2 separate regions of the Zea mays genome follow, and region 2 is linked to region 1. The links are chromatin contacts, called in public Hi-C maps. All regions are on one chromosome and are shown on one strand. The core of a region is the stretch at or near the end of the contact, and the rest is flanking DNA. Distances in the headings are between cores, read along the strand shown.

Region 1 (5,658 bases), core at 281-2,780:
CAGGGTCGGAGATGGACCTGCGAACCGCAGCCATGTACATGAGCCGCACGAGCTGCAGAGTTAGCGCCTGTGCCTATGCGGTTCTTCTTCAGTCCTCCTGGGTCGTCCTGACTGCATTCTCTCGGCCAACATCTCTCGTAGGAAAACATCACCGCAAAAACGATGGTAGCCGCAGACATGAAGTGTAACCACCGTGCGGTATAACTTGTACTGTACGTTTTTATGTAGAGAGCTTGCAGTCTTGCACCACCCGGATGTGTTGTGAAGGTAGATTGGCTGTGGAGAAGCATTTGCTGAAAAAGCTCTACCTTAAAGCCTACTAGTCCGTACGATGCGGAGCCCAAACATGACAAAACGTTTCGGTAGCAGGCGGGGACAGACAAGTTTCATTGGCCCAGCGCCTCCTCCCCATGTTCTCATGTGGATCCTTCGGTGCGCCCGCAGCTGCCCAACTTTTTTTAAGTAAACGTTAATCAAATAAACAGATGCAGCTTCGGTTTATTCTTTTTCTCAACCTATCTCCGGCATATTATGCATATGATCACATAAAACACCGTTTCACAATGTAGCCTGCAATGTTGCAGGGTGAATTTTAAAATATGAGATGAGATGTGAGATAAGATGAATAGGCTGCTGGAGACAGCCTTATAACTGCATCCTTCAAAAAAAGAAAGATACATCCATGCCTCATTGTTTGTTCGTTTTAAAAGTGGATTGAAGAAGATTAGATACGATTAAATGTCTTTTAGTTAAAATTAAATAGAAAATGATTTAGTGCCACTCAATCCTCTATCCCCCCGCAAAGATGCAACCGAACAAGGTAGGTCTCGTGAAGAAGTGAAAAAAAACTCACCCGTCACCATTCCACTCTATAGAAGGACGCTACCTATCTTTATCTCTATATTTAAACTGTAATCTGCGAACAAACAGTGTTTTGCACGACGATAAGCTGTTCGATGCAGTCTAACAATTTAAAGCTCATGTTGTTTGAGATGATTTTCAAAATTGTGCCTGTACAGTAGTAATGGATGATTCATTTTTAGGAGAAAATTGAGCAGCAATGCTGAGATAAAAGCGCAGTTTTAAAAATCCCCCAAATAATCAGACAGAGGGCAGCTGTTGACATGAGTTGGTGGCATGAGCTGCTGAAGCTGAACCAACCTACACAGGACCGGACAGCACACCACTTGGTGGACGTCAAAAGCTGCTGCCAGGTGGCCGTATCGAGGCCTGCACCGCACCAGCAGCTGCCGCCACCCATCATTTTTGCCAACACGGCTCCAGTGTGTCTGAGCTGCCTGACTTGGAGGAGTCGCAGGAAGGCAAAAAAAAAAAAGGGGTTTTGGTAATTCATCATTCACGTCGCCTCGCGTTATAGCACGTTCTTGTGTTCACAAAAAAGCTACGAGGAACTTTCAACTGCACACCTCGTTGGTGTCCCCCTCATGCATGAATAAAGCCAGCCTGTCCAGGCGGAGGCAAGCTGCTGTGGCTGCGGCACAAACACCGCGCCAGCACAACGCATACGCATACCTCACCTTCCTTTCCTCCTCCCGTCCTCCATCAAAAGAAGGCAGGGAAAGATCTGATCTGGGGGGTGAGAGAGCAGGAGGAGAAAGCCAAGCCATTGCCCTCCCCTCTTGAAGGCTTGGAGCTTGGTTCTACATCCTCTTCTCTTCCCCTCCGTCTCTCTCTCTCTCTCTCTATTTGGTTTGCTTGCTTGCCTCTACTAGACTCTAGTCGTCGGGTCCGGCCATGGCCACCATCCTGGAGAACATCCAGAAGGCGAGGTTCCTGCCGACCAGGCCGCTCAAGGACGAGCTGCCCACCTTCCAGGGCGGCGGCAAGAGCAAGGAGGAGAGCCACCTCATGGGCCTGAGGAAGCGGCTGTCCAGCTTCTCCGGCAAGATCCAGCCCATCTCCTCCGCGTCGGCCGCCGAGTGGGCGTTCCGCCGCTCCAAGTCGGCGCCCTCCCTCGGCGCCGCCTTCGCCGCGGGGGGCGGCTCCCTGAGGCAGTGGTGGCAGTGGGGCGTCGGCTGGCTCCTGTCCAAGAAGCCCGGGTTCGCGGGCGACCTCGAGATGAACGAGGAGGAGGTCGCCGCGCTGGGCCGCCAGAGCAGGGGCACCTGGGCCCACATCCTGTTCAAGATGCGGTCCGGCGTCCGCCGCCTCGTCGCGTCCGCGCACTCGCTCCCCACCACGCACAAGCAGCAGTCCCTGCCGTCGTCGTCGGCCGCGGCGGCGCACAGCGTCCAGTGCAAGCCGGCGGCGTCGTTCGCCTACGCGCAGCGGCAGAGCTTCCACCACACCGGCCACGCCATGGCGCACTAGGCAGCGTCTCGCGGTTGCCGGTGCCGTCTGCGGCCGGTCTCCTCCAGATCCAGGGATGGAGAGCGCTGAGAGGCGCGGGAAGAAGAAGATTCAGGTTACAGGTGCGTGAGATCGACGGTGAAGATGTCGTTGAATTGATGATGAATGAAATGGAATGTAGGATTACCGTTCTGTGATCTGTGTAGATCTAGTGCCCCTGTAGAGGTGAACAAGTGTTATACTACATGCCCGTTCTTTCTTTATATTATTCTTTTGGGTTCGTTCTTTGGACGATGTAAATGTAAAATGTTTTGTTGATCTTGTACTGTTAAATAAAACTGATGCAAATTGTGCCCCTCGGTTCTTGAGTAGTCTCAGGCTCTCAGCCAGATCTGATGTGTCTTTTCATCGGCTGCCCTGCCCAGCGAACCTGTAACATTCTGCCAGCATGTATGGGTGTCGGTGCACGCGTTTCCTGGAAGCCTGTACTACTCCTGGTCAATGCGACGCAAAAACAGCTGGAAAAATTCACAAGATACCTGTCAACTTGGGAAGCAACTATTCTCAAACGAGAGTTGCCGCCGGTAGACGGTTCATGGAATCAATGGTCACCGGCCGTGAGCGGTATTCTTTCTTTCCAGTGAAGTGAATCGACGTGTTATAGTCGTCTAAAAACGCAAATTACTCGTCTCCAATTTCGTTTCTAGAACGACGACAGGACACATACGATTCTCTCGTGTTCTGTCTACGGCTACCAGTAGCAGGAGTAGTAGGAAACAGCGAAGCACAAGAGAAGGTGAAGCGTCACATGTGAACAGGTAGGCGGTCAATTGTGTCACGTACGCTACAACTACGAGTCCGATGGACCTGCAGTTGCACCACGAGAAAATGGATGGTTCGCTAGCGCGGTCCGATGGAAGGAATGGGTAGGTGGTGCCCGCGAAACAGACGTGAATTCGGCGGCGGTCCATGGAATTTGGAAGGGAAAGCCAACCCAACCTTGCTACTTTTCCTCGTTTAGGACACCGACGTTTTCTTACCAGTGCCACTGGGCCAGGCGAATGAGTGGACGCCCGGCCCAATCCAGTTATGCCAATCTTCTTCGCCGCCTTCGCCAAGTTCAGCCCATGGTCTATCCGGAAGCGGCCGCCGCCTCACTCTACAACTGCCTGCGGTCCAACTCCAGGCCGTCACGTTTTTTAAAATGGTCAGGTCGTCAGGGCTCACTGTTTTTTATTTTAAACCATTTTAAATAGTATATATAAAATAATATTGTTGTTTTTTAAAACTAATCCGTTTAGTCACATTAATCTCTAGCACAGCTAAATTGTTGTACTGTATTATTCCGTCTCATGACATGGTAAGAAAGACAAACATGACCACTATGCCACGTCAATTTGATTGACTTAGCAAGCGGTCCCTCTTCCCTTTCTTATTTTTTTCCTTTTAGGCTGATTTTAACCATTCTCTCTATACTGTTGGGGGTCTTCGTCCTCCGAAGGTCCTCAAAAACATGATTTGACAATGTTTTCCAAGTGGATTATGTGAACAGGTATCTTCGGACTCAGAATTACGAACATGAAGTGCGGTCAGGACGAAGCCTGAACCAGACGAAGGACGGGCTGATTACCAAGCTCCACAAAGGATGGTGCACAGCCGAAGCTGTGTGCAGAGAAGCTTCGTCGCGATAATAGAGGGGGGAACCGACTTAAAGATGAAAAGACTACGTGGACCTTGTCAGATTTCCATAAGTCATTGACAAATGTAATAGACATAAATGTAATTTTACGTGGGCTGCGTCCCGCGTCTATAAATAGATGAACAGTACTCCCGTACTGTTCAGGCTGACTTGGCATTTGCTTTTGCGTCACGCTTGTACTTTCTACCTTCTCTCAGGACCGAAGCATTTGAGAACAAGTCCCCAACATTGGCGCCCACCTCCGGTGAACTCACTTCCACTTCGAGTTTTTTGAACACCTTCGGAAGCTATAGACCCTCGCTATGGCACCGAAGAAAGCTTCAGCGACTGGGGCTGCAGCACTGCAACCGCTGGACCCCAATCAGGAGACCGTCTCTCTCCGGGAGGCCCGAAACCAGAAGAGGAAGGCTGTCAGCCCGACGATTCAGGAGGATGAACTAGACCAAGAAATCAGGGACATGGAGATGCTACATCAACAAGTGCAGAGGAAGAAGGAGAAGATGGCCAGACTAGCTGAGCTGCAGAGGCAGATAGACGAAGCTTCTGAAGAAGTCCGTCATCTTACTCACGATGAGCAGAACCGAAGGCCTCAACAAAAAGACCTTCATCAGGAGGGCTTCTTCAATGAAGATGACTGGTATGATAATTTTCATCATGGAAATTTTGTTTTCGACGATGCTTCTCCTCTGTCCGCTGAGCTGCAGGCTACACCTTGGCCTTCGTCCTATAAGCCACCCCAGCTTCCCATGTTCGATGGCCATTCGGACCCGAAGCAGTTCTTGATGAGTTACGAAGCAACAGTGTCTTCGTATGGTGGCAATGCTGCAGTAATGGCAAAGTCTTTCGTTATGGCCGTCAGGAGTGTTGCTCAGACCTGGTATTCCTCCCTTCGGCCAGGAACGATCACTTCATGGCAGAAGCTGAAGGATATGTTATTGACCAGCTTTCAAGGATTTCAGACGAAGCCGGTCACTGCTCAAGCCTTGTTCCAGTGTACTCAGGATCATGAAGAATACCTTCAGGCGTATGTTAGAAGATTCTTGCGTTTGAGGGCGCAGGCACCAACGGTGCCCAATGAAATTGTCACCGAAGCCATGATCAAGGGACTTCGTCCTGGACCTGCTGCTCAATACTTTGCTAGGAAGCCTCCTCAGACCCTGGAGAAGCTGCTCCAAAAAATGGACGAGTACATTCGTGCTGACAATGACTTTCGCCAAAGAAGGGAGGAGGCCTTCAGATTTTCCGAAATGACCAGGGGCTTCGGAGGAAGATCCTATCCGAGGCATGTCAGGTCCATCCACAACTCCACTCAGAATGATGATAAGGGGAGTCAGCAGAACAGACCGCAGTGCTCTTCACAAGCTTCGGGGCAACAGCAAAGCTCCTTCCGACCACCAGCTCCAAGAGGCAGAGGCGCCAGGGGCTTCGGCGGAAGATTCGGGGATCAACCCAGAAGAATATTTTGCTTATTCTGTGGTGAAAACAAAGGTCATACTACCAGGATGTGTCATGTTACCATTCAGAAGCAAAAAGAGATAGCCGAAGCTGCCGCGCAACAGGCTCAGCCGAAGCAGGTCATGCACACTGCTTCGTATCATTCGCCCTACATCCCAGAATATGTGGGCAACCATCCTGCACTCTCTGCTGCT
Region 2 (5,940 bases), core at 2,253-4,752, 85 kb after region 1:
TGCTAAAAGGACGCAATACTAATGTGCAAAGGAAGATAGAGTAGTGAAAGTTCATGTAAGTTCCTGACAACTCAATGCCACATGTGAAACCGAAGCATAAGTAGTGCTGATAACTTAGCATGACTACACTATAGTTTCATGGATGAGTCATAGATCATTAGTACTAGTAGGCTAGTAGCACATACTCCAAAGTTCATGCATGGAGTATACAATAAGTGAAGTACCACATTGCTTTGATAAATAGTGATGGAATCCAAAATGCACTGGTAACTTATATGATTATATGTGCCATCAAAAAGCTGTTAATTTTATTAAGATGCAACACATGTTGGTCGTGGACATTTGATAGTCGAAACGAAATAATTATAGTAAGCTTATAGTATGCTTAGATTAGGTCACTATTTGATATATCCATATGTAGTAAATATTAGGCCATTGTTTGCTCAGGTTTTAGCTTCATGCACAAATTAGTGCAAATTTACATTGATTATCCAAATTCACTCTTCTATGCATCATGCAGTTTAGTTGCGTTGAACTAAGAATCTCAATGTTGTCACTTGATTGAGCAACAAGGTTCAGACTCCGAGTTCATACAGAATTTTCCTAAAAAGTATCATTATCCATTTGCAGAATCCTCTTCCAATGTTTGATATGGGTGTGATTGAGTTATTGTACATCTTCTATTTTAGTTTCTACTGCTACCATTTTGTTTTAGCTTGTCAGCTTCTACGTCCTAAACTCCTACTAGATACACACTTCACTTGCCCAGTTTCTACTGTTGATATTTTACTTTAGTAGTCCAGTGATTTTACTTTCTGGCTGAAGCACAATTACTCCATGCATTCTAAACTATGAGATGTTCTGATCTTTTTAGATACACTATGTATTTACATATACTATATGTCTAGATACGTAGAAAAAACCAAAACATCCTATACTTTAGAATAGAGGAAGTATATCTTTTGCTCGTGATTATAGTTCACACATTTTGATCTCTGAAACTTAATTACTATGATTTTGATATTATTTAGATCATTGAAGTGCAAGACCATTCTAGTTTTTAAAAACTCAAGTATAACTACTATTGTAAACCTAATCATCCACTACTTCCATATTGTGGTAGCTGGTATATGTTTTTTTGGTTTATATCAACAAATTGTATGGTTTCACAGGAAATGAGTAGAATTTTTGTGGTGAAACTGCTAAGGGCTTGTTTGGATGTAGCCTAGGTGCATCCAACAGCTAGTGTCGTGTTACCTTGCTTGTAAGGTGCAATTCCATAGAAGATGGACAGTGGGCTTGTGTTGACTAGTACTTTCCAAAAAACATATACTGTAGCCTAAATATAAGTTGTGTTATATAAGGGACCATCACAAGCATAAGGTAATTTGTTGATTCAACTTATCTTGATTTGCATGTGGAAAACAGACAACTGTTAGTTTTTGACATGTAGACTAATCTTTGAAGTGTAGGATAATATATGAATCAATATTTCTTTGGTTCGTTGTGATCATTATGGTGTATATGTTTTTTCAAAAGAAAGGAACTATGTTTTTGCCTCCTTCCCTCCGCCTCTGATCTCAAGTATCAAAATGTTTATTGTTTGCCTTCTTGAGACATTAGAATTAGCATCCGAACCTATGTAAACTTGGAATAGACTTGACATTGATGAGTACTCAACTCTTGACCCTAAAATCTTGCTACCTTTGCCATTTTAAGTAGGAATGTGGTCAATGGTTTGCTTGGTTGGCTATCGAAACTTATCATGCCAAAGATTTGACAAACAAAAGTTGAGCAAAAATATTTTCCATAGATTTGACCAACCAAATATAAGGGATTGTAAATTTTTGGTAGCAAACTAAATGGAGCCAAAAAATTTTGCCTGAGTTGTGGGAACCAAACTTTGGCCACCAACTAATTAGGCCAAGTCTGCTTTTGGGACATTTCTCTATATAAAACTATACCTACAAAAGACTAGAAAGCGATAAGAGAGATTGGATTTATTTACCCCAACCTTTGGTGGTGGCTCAGTGACGATGCTAGTGGATAGGGGGGTGGGAGTGGACTCTTGCCTTTTGTCTTTATGAGATTGAGGGAGGTTGTCTACCTAACATTGGGAATCGTGATATCTTTGGGAAACATAACCTAGAGACCACTTTTTTTGTAATGTCTGCTACTATACCTAGATGCCTTAGGGTTTAGACAGGGACTCCCGAAGTGTAAAACCTAGTTTTGGGTGATCGAAATGGCAATGACAACAAATCTCATGGTTTTATAGGAAATTGGAGCTGCTATGTTATTTTAGTGTGATGGAATTTGGCAATGAGGCCTTAGTGACCTCGTCATAAGCAAATTGTGTTATATTAAGCATAATAAATGATCATAGGTGGTCTTTACGCTGAGATGGAGAAGAGAGGGGTAGGGAGAAGTGAGTTGTAAGTGGGAGAATAAATGAGTCATGAATTAATAACGGTGTATGTCCTAGTAGCCAACTAAAAAATCATCTCCCAGCCTCTAGAACGATAAGATGCACACAGACTAGACAAGAAAGAAAAGAAAAAAAGAACATGATCAATACATTATTAGTGATTCTCAGTCCCATGACTAGAGCGCCACCCATGTGCTTGAGATAAGAACCTCGTAGCCACCTTTTCTAAACTTCGTCAAGTTTCCATCACCATAGATTGTTGTGCATGCCTATGTAGTACAACCCACCCCGTAACTAGTGGGTAGTTACGAAAATGACCTCCAAAGGAGACATGTTAAGTTTCTTGACCGTTCTTATTAAAGGGAGTGACCAACTGATGGTTGCTACTCCTAGGGCTAAGTTTTTTTGTCGAAGTGTGAAAGCCAATTCCTGAATACATTTGAAGTGGTAGATGAGTTGTAAATGTACGTGCATCTAACAACAAGCTATATTATTAATCATGCTCTTAGAAATTATAGTTTAGTTGAGTTGGATTAGTTGTTTGTTTAGTGGCCTGGGGTGCCGAATCATGGATCGATCTACCACTTGTCCCAGTAAGTTGTTGCCTTTGAATGGTTTGTCCCAACACAATCGTGGTTCTAAAGGTCCTTATTTGATGGTTTTTCGCTAAAACCCATGTGATTGTAGTTAAATAATTATATGGAAGTTGTTTAAAGAGGTGTGACACACTCTTAGTTGTGTGGTTTTCAAACCCAGTGTTTAGTATTATAGACTGAGCTGATTTTCATTTCCTGAAAGTCGCAACAAAGTTCTTGCCATCTTTTTTTTTGGGGGGGGGGGGGGAGAAAAATTGAATTTTGTTTTCAAATTATACCCACCGCATATCAGGAGGGAAACGAAAATTTCGAAATAGCTGTTGGCGCTGTCGTCGACTAAACTGGCGGCCTCTAGCAATTCATTTCACTGAGAGGAGACAAAGTATGCCCTCCAACTCACACCATACATGCGTGCCGTTGGACACACACCCGCTCTACATGCAGACTTGGTGCTTGGACTCTTGGAGAGTGCCCACCGTTTTGACCTTCGAAAACAAGCACCCCGCGGCCCGCAGCGCGCAGCCAGCGCTATCTCTAGTGTCCATCATCCTCACGCGCCGCGTGCATAAGTGCCAGGCGTGCCACAGCACAGCACACCACAGACCACACCACCACTACAGCCACCGTTCGCGTTCGCGGAGGGAGCCTTCGGTTTCGAGCAGCGTCCTTCGTGGCCCAGCCGGGAGAGATGGTGCGGAGGAGAAACACGGTAGCCGCGGGCGTGGTCCCGGCGTCCGCCGACCCCGACACCATCTCCGACTCCGGCTCATCTACGTCCGCGCCGCCGCCGCAGCCGGGGAGGAAGCAGACTTACTCCGCCTTGCAGGTTGCCCGTGCTGGAGCGCCGGCCACCCCGACTCTTGAAGACGCGCAGCCTGTCGCCGTCGAGATGACGATCAACAACTACCTGCGCACCTACGGCAGGATCCCGATGGCATGCTGTTGCTCGGAAGGCCAAGGCCCCCACCTGGACCTCAACGCCCTGGCGCCGCCCCAACGCGACCCACCTGTGATCTGTGCCTACTGCAACTGCGCATTCTGCTTCGGCGTGCACGAGATCCCTTCGCTAGACCATGGCCCGGGGCATGTCTACCCGGCGCCGCTCGTACCCGTCACCCTAAACCTTCTCACGCCGCCGCCGGTGGGGCCGCTGTACCGCGACCGCCGGGGCCCCGCGGCCGCGCCGGCGCCGCTGCTCGTCTGCTCCAGCGAGCAACACTTCAACGCCACTATCGGCATGCTGCAGCGGCGGCAGGGCAGCGCGCCGCCGCTGGTGTGGAAGTGTACTTGCTGTCTTCGTGTGCAGCCCGTCGCCGTGGGCAGCGAAGGCGCCAACTCGCCAGATCTGCATGCTACTCCTCCGGCGCCTCCTCCTGAGCCGTGGACATACGCTGGCGCTTACTGGAACTATGTGGAGCCCGGGGACGAGGACATGGTCCGACTCCACTTACATTATGATCCTCTGAAACTAAGTCTTGGGCGCCGGTGAACGCAGCTAGCGCGGCCGCGGGGTCGTGCCGGTCGGAGTCGTCCTTGATCGGCCGGCCGGCAGCGGCAGGTAGAGCGGCGTTTCCTTCGAGAAAGCATGCATGGAATAAAAATCATCCGCGCTACGGCGCTAGCCCTATCTATCCAGTCCTATAGCGGTCATGTTAGTCCAGTGATGAGTCGTGAATGGAGTCAACTTCTCCATGACCTTTTGTCACTAACAGATGGGTTTGGTTTTCATCAGGCCCATTTGTTAATGAGAAAGTCTCATGAAACTGGCTGCAGAGAAATTGATCCTGTTAGCCTCTGCAGTCGCCAACATCTCAGCTTCCATTTTTTTTGTGTTCTTCGTTCTCTAATGTGTCGTCTATATGGAGTCGACTTCACGGTGGTTTTTTTGTCACTAACAGATGGGTCTGATGTTCATCAACCCACTTGCCTGCAGTGACAAAGCGGCCCTGTAAAAGCCGATAGTAGAGGAATCGATCAGGTTAGTCTCTGCTGTCTCCAGCATCTTTAGTTGATGTATGTTTTTGGATTTCTCTCTAATGTGTGTTATGGACTGTGAGAGAGCTGTTATACAGCAACAATGAATCTATATGTCAACAATCTCTCACTTATTAGGTTTATTTGTCAAGTATTGGGCATGTTTGATAGAGCCTTTTCTGCTCCTGATTCTATGTGCAAAGTGGTTATCTGAGAGAAATGTTTTTTTTCTATAATAATGTAAGAAGTGATCTATTTTGTGTGCGGATAGTGAATTAGGAGTAGCTATTTTTTTCCAGTTTTTATCCTTCTATTTTATTTTAAGTATTCACTTTGCAGAATTTTAGCATAGAGTTTTTTTTCTTTATACTGTTTGACAACGCTCCTCCTGAATTTAAACTGTGAACTACTTTGGTGTTCTGCCATACATGCACTTAGCATCTAGCTAGTTATTTAGTTAAGAAATAAAAAGGGATCCGTGTCTAAATTAAAACCAAAAGACTCTGGATATGAAGGTACATTCTTGGTGTTCTGGTATATAGAGTTTATGGACTTGCCCTTCTAACATTTATATCCAGACACTTCTAGTCTATTATCCATATTCACAGGTTGACCATATATATACTCGATGTTGTGTGATATGATAAACATATTCCTTCAAAGTATTTTTTTTATCTTTGAGACACCATATTTTCTCGACAATAGAAACTTTGCAAACATACTATAGGTTCAGTAATTTAATACTACTTACAGATTAAATTATAGTTTGAAGAAAAATATTTCAATTTTTACAATAGTGAGCTTAGTTCTTTTGGGGGGTTGGTTGGGGCCTGTGGGCGTGTTTAGGATTGTACGCTATTGTTTGATTTCTATTAAGAAGACCTCACCCATTACTTTGGTTGAAGTCACATGAAATAGAAAAACTAGAGCCGCAAATGCAGC

What was found. Hi-C and Micro-C count contacts between places; a contact is called where the count stands out from the background.
Region 2: a Hi-C map of endosperm shows a contact between it and region 1, with 2.1 times the contacts expected there. The contact joins the enhancer-like site here to the promoter of LOC100278506 in region 1. A contact is called at or near these places in 3 of 25 Hi-C or Micro-C datasets (ear, endosperm and tassel).

The regions. Positions count from the first base shown.
Region 1 is chr5:210,872,408-210,878,065 of Zm-B73-REFERENCE-NAM-5.0, forward strand. LOC100278506 reads left to right here and starts at 1,531. Exons shown (of 1, transcript NM_001151762.2): 1 at 1,531-2,627. The coding sequence starts at 1,756. The coding sequence ends at 2,331.
Region 2 is chr5:210,955,524-210,961,463 of Zm-B73-REFERENCE-NAM-5.0, forward strand. No RefSeq gene overlaps it. Among protein-coding and RNA genes, the nearest start is that of LOC100278506, 85 kb to the left of the region's middle. Within about 2 kb of position 3,503, at least 4 of the 20 cell types and tissues checked have an H3K27ac peak or open chromatin away from gene starts, as enhancers often do. A contact at or near this core is called in endosperm, where this site is marked.